Regions from separate parts of the Mus musculus genome. Here region 1 is linked to region 2. The links are chromatin contacts, called in public promoter capture Hi-C maps. All regions are on one chromosome and are shown on one strand. The core of a region is the stretch at or near the end of the contact, and the rest is flanking DNA. Distances in the headings are between cores, read along the strand shown.

What was found. Capture Hi-C pulls out chosen DNA fragments and counts their contacts.
Region 1: a promoter capture Hi-C map of liver shows a contact between it and region 2. The contact joins the promoter of Cacnb1 here to the promoter of B230217C12Rik in region 2. A contact is called at or near these places in 2 of 39 promoter capture datasets (neural stem cells and neutrophils), 9 of 115 datasets of contacts at active chromatin or transcription factors (the SCID.adh cell line, bone marrow-derived macrophages, effector CD8 T cells and 4 more) and 4 of 9 other capture datasets (adipose tissue, liver, macrophages and 1 more).

The regions. Positions count from the first base shown.
Region 1 is chr11:98,020,579-98,023,901 of GRCm38.p6, reverse strand. It overlaps Cacnb1 (calcium channel, voltage-dependent, beta 1 subunit), which reads left to right and starts at 1,275. Exons shown (of 14, transcript NM_001282977.1): 1 at 1,275-1,560. The coding sequence starts at 1,477. It also overlaps a transcript of Rpl19 not described here.
Region 2 is chr11:97,839,069-97,842,639 of GRCm38.p6, reverse strand. It overlaps B230217C12Rik (RIKEN cDNA B230217C12 gene), which reads right to left and starts at 1,505. Exons shown (of 3, transcript NR_169086.1): 1 at 1,411-1,505; 2 at 1,064-1,166; 3 at 1-456.

The DNA.
Region 1 (3,323 bases), core at 26-2,525, 180 kb before region 2:
GTTGCTGGGAATTGAACTCAGGACCTCTGGAAGAGCAAATAGCTAGTGCTCTTAACCACTGAGCCATTTCTCCAGCCTCCTTGTTCATTCATGTTTTGTGACAGGGTCTCTCTATGTAGCTAAGGCTGGCCTCAAACTCATGATGTGATCTAGGCTGGCCTCAAGCCCCCAACATGGCTGTACACCATCAGACCCAGCTTCTGGGCCTCTTACTGTTCTCTCATCTTGCCAAGAATTTCAGTGGGCAAAGATACCATAGTATTAGCAACACTGTAGGAAACAAAGAATGCTTGTTTGTTTATTTGAGACGGGGCTTCTCTATGTAGCCCAGGTTGTCCTGAGGGTCACTATGTAAATGAGGCTGACCTGCCTCTGTCTCCATAGTGTTGGGATTAAATGTGTGCTCCACCACTGCTTGGTGGAGGTCGACCCTTTTAGGATCCAATAACCAGCTGAGCCGGAGCCACAGTTCTGGGACATTTGTTCCTCAGTCAAGGATAAAGGAGAGAGACAACCCTAGGTCAACAGTCATGGTGTATAATTTTGAATAGCTCCTCCCCCCGTTTATACTTCCTCCTCTTCCCCTTCTCTTAGAAGCAACAGGGACTTGCCAAGCCTGACTCCTGGCCTTTTGGAAGAGCCTATGAGACCTCAGTAACTGATGAGGTCGAAGCATTCCTGGGTCCCTGGATAGCAATCCTAATGTCCCTGGTGGCCTTCTTTGGACACTCACCCCATCATCCAGGCCCGGCTGGGGCCAGTAGACCTAGAGCCCGGTTGGAGAGGGAGGTCTACTCAGCTAGTTTCATGGCGGCCTGGGCCTGACACTGGGGAGAAAGGAGTTAAAGGCAGGTCCCAGGATCACAGGGACCGGGAAGTTCCGGTGGCCCAAGCTAGAGTCGCTCAGGGAGACCAGCTGAGAGAGTAGTTTGGGACAGAAAGGGAGGCGGTACCAGTCATACCGAGCGGCGTTTCACCACCTCCCCACCCCCCCATCAACGCTTGGCACACACTGGTAAACGCCCCCCACCTCCATCCCAGCCTCAAGGCCGGTTTCCCCTTAGTCCCCTGCAGGCCGCCCTCATCCCAGTCTAATCGGAGGACAGCGATCGAGCCCCTCCACGTTCTGGAGGCCAGCGGGGCTACGCCACTCGGCCATTGTCTGCGCGCAGCCGGTTGAGGGGCTCGAGGGGCGGGGCCGCGGCGCGGGGCGGGAGCGAGGGAGGGGCGGGGGGAGATGCTGAACCTTCAGGGGCGGAGGCGGCGGCGGCGGCGACGGCGGCAGCGGCCGCAGAGAGCACAGCGCGAGCCGGGAGGGCAAGCAAGGCGGCGAGCGTGCAGCCGGAGGTCCAGCTGGGAGACTGCACCCGGTGCTGGCTGCGCGACGCCGCGCTGCTCTGGGCTCGGACGGCCTCTCCCATGCGCTGAGAGCGCCCGGCTGGGCTGGGAGGGCGGCCGGACCGGAGGATCCTCTCCATGGTCCAGAAGAGCGGCATGTCCCGGGGCCCTTACCCACCTTCCCAAGAGATCCCTATGGAGGTCTTCGACCCCAGCCCACAGGTAAGGCGAGGTGGCAAGCTCGAGGGAAAGGGCCGCTCCTACGGATCTTGGGGTCGGCTTGGAAAGCCCCGGGAAGGAAAGGGTTATATGCCCCGCGTGGATGGGAGAGGGGTGTCTGCGCGACCCTCCATTCTCGAGGGTTAATGATCGATGGACTATTGGTCCGAGTCGGGTTGCGGTGCTGCGGAGCGGAGAGGAGGCGGTTGGAATGCCTGTCAACCTCGCCTCCAGGTCTCCCCCGCGTCCAGGTTCCTGCTGCTGGGGTACTGGCTCCAGCAGGCTGACAGCGGGGATGCTGATGGGGGTTGGGGGGAATCCAGGCCTTGAGAAGCGGAGTTGGAGGGAGGCTGGAGAGCGAATCGGGCGAGGGGGGCGACGCAGAGCACGTTTAGGGGCGCTAGTGGGTGTGGGTGGGGCGGGGGTAATACTGGGAAAAGGCCTAGACGATGGTCAGAGGGCGTTGCCAACAGGCCTTCGAAGGCTCAGACATTGGCTTTCGAAGGTGGAGAAGAGATCAGCTCAGGGAGGCCCTCCCCTAGTCACCTGGTCTCCATCCCTGTCTTGGATGTTTCCCTACTCCCAACACCCACATTAGCTTACCCCACCCCCTGCCCCAAGGGGTGGGAGCCGCCAAAGTTTGGAAAGTTGGATGGGTGCCAACTCACTGTCTTGGAGTGGAGGTCGCTGTTTTACCTGGGGGAGGGGCGCTGCCCTCTAGCACGTTCACTTTTCCTATGTGCCTGGGTTATTCCTAGGTAGGGGCGTTCTTGGGCATACAAGGTCCCCCTAGAATGACCAGCAGGGCATGTGGTGGCCATGCCAGGGGATTTCTCTAGGACTTGTCCTTCTCCAAGGATAGCATTAACACTTGCATTGCTGTGGCCAGCCTGGAGCAACTGTAAGCAACATGATGTGGTTGATGGGTGTGTATGGGGGGGGGGGTCAGGTCAGACCTAAAAATACTTCGTCTCTCCACCCCAGGCCCCTTGGAGTCTGGGAGGCAGCTGACTGATGCCTTCCTTTCAGCTGTCCCCTGTCCCTCTGAAGGCCACTCCCTTTGCCCAGCTGGGGTGAGGTAGTGCTGTGAAAGAGTCTTGAGGTTCACTGTAGAATGCTCTTAGGTCTGTAGAGAGCCTCAAAACTAGTTTAGCTGTATGCTCAGTTTTAGAGAAGGAAAGAGGATCATAGAATATTCAGTCCTATTATTCGTGTGTGTGTGTGTGTGTGTGTGTGTGTGTGTGTGTGTGTGTGTGTGATAGAATCTTATATAGTCAATGCTGGCCTTGAACTTATGATCCTCCTGCCTCTACCTCCAAAGAGTAGAGAATCACAGGTGTGAGTCACTATGCCTGGCTCACCAGCTTCCTTGTCACCAGGTCTCAGGAGCCAGAGCCTGCAGTGTCGCTGAGGTGCCTCTAGGCTCTTTGGTCAAAGAAAGTCTGGGATAGAGGTTAGGGGCAGGAGCTTTTGGGCATTCTGCCCATCCTGTACTGGGCAAGGGCCAAGAATATGAAATATGAGTGTGTGTGTGTGTGTGTGTGTGTGTGTGTGTGTGTGTGTGTGTGTATGAGGGGGGCACAGAAGCAGCTCCCATATAGGAAGCAAAGAGACACTCAATGCCATAACTTTGGCATATGAGAGGTCAGACAGGATCCCCCACCCCAGTTAGAGCCCACTAAGAGAGATTAACCATCTTACCTGGTACTGGCAGGAGTATATGTTCTAGTCTCAGCTTGGGGTGGGGCCACAGGGCCTTTAGATGG
Region 2 (3,571 bases), core at 256-2,755:
CGGGAATTTTGAGGGTGGGGGATGGGTTGTAAGTCAAGGGAAACCACGCAACCTCAGGCTGTACAAACTGTAAATTACTGATCAGTGTTTGCCCTTGAGGTTACAAGGGAACGCCTGCTTGTGAAGCAGAAAGCAAAGAATATTTTAGCATCGTGTGCAGTTGCATTTAGACCTAAGGAAAGGCTGTCCATATGAATGTTTGGGCAGTCTCCACTCTGACTTCACTGTTCCAATCTTCCATATTCTGAATAGTCCCTGTCTACAGCTCAATCGCATGCAGCAGCTGCCAGTGGCTGGCATTCTTGGACTAACTCCTGATGTCCCCAGGAGTGCCCCTGCCTCACAGAATGCCTTCGTGCCAAGGGTCAGCCACATCCGGATACACTGGAAGAGATCAGTTGGGCCTCAGGATTGCTGCTGGTGGTGAGAGGCCTCTTGCTGGACCCGACACAGGAGCTGTGGGAAACCCAAAAACAATGGTCAGCTGCAAACTGCAGCAGGGGTACCCCTACTGGTCAGGAACTAGCAGGAGTTCTGAGAATCCTCCCCATTCCTCTACACAACTGGGGAAAGTGGGCATCTCCCTCACCCCTTACCCCAAGTAGGTTTCATTTGCTATTTTTTCTCAAGTGGGAGTTAATCACTAGTGAACTAATGAATGCAGTTATGGCGCAGCAGTGAATTAATGAATACAATTATGCCAGCAGATTTGAAAACTGCCTTGTCCACACATAAGGATGTACTGTAGTCATTGTCAGGAGAGAATGGACAACTTGGTTTTGCATCTACCTGGAAGGAAATTAGGAAATAATAGTCTGTCCCCCTCCACCCCCCAGCACACTCCCTCCCATCCTACCTAAAACCTAGTGCATTTTATTTATATTTATTTATTTACTTATTTGTAGTGATGTTTATTTTTAAGAAATAACATTTTAAATCAATTCCCAAAGAAAGCTGGCCTTTCTTATTCTTTTCACATTGATCCAAGAAATGCTACGTCAATGTGTATGACAAATAGATACAAAAACAAGCTTTCTTTTCATTTTTTTTTTTTAATCAATACCCGAATAATGACCAGAAGCAAAACTCCACCGGTGCGTCAGCAAGCAGGATGCTCGGCCCTTCAGCTCCATCCTTCCCCTCGCAGCCCCTGCAGCGCCAGGCCACTAGAGAAGGTAAATTATGTAGGACAGAACCACCAGGCCTATGATGGCAAAGAACATGAGGATGAAAATATCCAGCATGGCTCAGTACAAGCAGAGGAGTCCCCTCGATTCCGGGGAAGTGGGAGCTGCAAGCGTGGAGGTCGGTCAGCGCGGAGAAATGGCTCCTCTTCCCTCCCGCTTCCTGTTCCCTCCCCCTCCCGGGGACCTGAAGCTAAGGGATGCTGCAACCCCATCAGCAACTTACTCTCCACCTCCACCATCACGGCCAGCCAATCACAAAGTCCACGGTGGGTAACCAGGGAACAGCTACTTTTAGACCAGGCAAAACCGGAGAGGTTTAATTTCTTCCCAGGAAGCCAGCCCCGCCCCTTTGTGTGGAAAAAAAAAAACAAAACAAAAAAACCGCTATCTCTATTTAGATACAGTTTCTGCACTGAGTGGGCTGCTCCGGAAGGTGTGAGCGGAGGATCTCTACAGACTCCTTAGGAATGGATTTTTCTGCCTTCCTTTTTCCTTCTCCCTCTCACACATCTCTGGTAATCTATCTCAGAAGACAAATTGTTGCCAGTTTTGTGGGCCATTACCTAGTTCAGAGAACATAGAGGAAGGTCTCATGTGAGTCTCAGGAGGCGAGGGGTGGGGGTAGGGCGACCCTGGGCATGGATCTGAGTTTTCTCACTGTGCTGGGGGTCATTTCAACCAGTCTGAAGTCTTTTAAAGCCTGAGCTCAAGGGTGGTCAGGAGCTTGCGTGATAAATTTAACAACTTGTCAATAGGGGGCAGGAGTCAAAGCGAGCCTCTCACATTCCACCAGACGCTGGCTTGCCTTGTTGGTCTGGGAGATCCTCAGAGCCCAAGCTCATTTGTGTCACATGAGGTCTCTCCTTCCCTTCTGTGGTGCCAGTTTCCCCCGTTTGTTTTCTCTGGATCTTCTGAATTTACCTCGTGTCGTCATCAGAGAAAACAGCAAAAAACCCACTCACACCCGCTCCTAGTGTCTAGAGATGCAAATCCAAGCATGGTTTTGTTGTTTCTTTTTGTATTATTATTAATTATTGTTGTTGTTTTATTTTGTCTTGAGGGAGTCTCAGTTAGCCCAGGCTGGCCCTTGACTGGATTCTCCTGACTCTACCTCTCAGCCTCTGAGCACTGCCATTACAGCTGGCTTTCATGTGGTTTCTTCTGAGGGACCGAATCTTACAAAAACTCAATGATAGGGCTCAAGGGGTAATGGTGTTGTACACCAAACCTGAGGACCTGAGTTCAATCCCTGGGGCCCACAGTGGAAAGACAAGGACTCCTTTCTGTTAGTTGTCCTGTGATGTCCACACATGCCCTTTGGTGTACACACACATACATAAACAATCACATTAAAAAAAAAAAACCCACACCCACTGCGATGTATTTTGATTCTTTCTGCTTTGTGTTGTGTACCAACTGTTTATTAAAAAGGAAAGGATTTCTATAGGTCAGTTTCTAAGGTCTGGCATTCTTAGACTCTCCCCAAATATTTTCTTTGAAGGGTCTAGACCTTGAGATCTTAATAACCCCCTTTCTTTTTTCTTTTCTTTTTTTTTTTTTTTTTTTTTTTTTTTTTTTTTGGTTTTTTGAGACAGGGTTTCCCTGCAGCCCTGGAACTCACTTTGTAGACCAGGCTGGCCTCAAACTCAGAAATCCACCTGCCTCTGCCTCCCGAGTGCTGGGATTAAAGTCGTGCACCACTGCGCCCGGCCAGTAACACCCTTTCTAACAGGAACTTAGTCCACTCTCAAGAGGGGAGCCCTCCTGAGCAGGCGAGTCCAGCAGACAAGGCCACACTGGGTCACAGGCTTTTGGGCTGCTCTTGGGAAACTCGAACGCTGCTAGGTCCTTCCCCTGCCTGGAGCACTCCCCACACTCAGCTCACTCAGATTACACTTAGCCCTTGCCTCTCCCTGCTGTTCCGGAGGGAGTCCAGAGAATGCTTTCACGTGAAACCCAGGTAGGAAATGCCCCTCTCCACAAAGCCTCTGGCCAGGTGGCTGCCGACCAGGAGTCAGGGTCCAGCGGTGCTGTATTGCTCAGCACAGATGCCTTCCCAGGAGCAAAGAGGCTGCAGTGTTTGCCATCAAGCTGGCTGGGGACGGGCCATCCCAGAGCTGGGAGACGGGAGAGGGAAGACTGCCTCCCGCTGCCTGCCAGACTACCCTGTGGAGGGTTTCTCCAGGCTCCGTGGCTCTGTGGGCTGTCCTACTTGCTATCAATTTACAAGTCAAACGTGGCAGTACACTCTGGGCTAGAAAGCCTGAGCTGAGCTCACTGGTTGGCTTGAACTCTTGCAGAGTAGCCTGCTTCCCAAGGCCAGCAGGAACTTGAATGAATGACACCTCCCAACTGTCCAGGAGGACACTGGTGGCTAGAAGGAA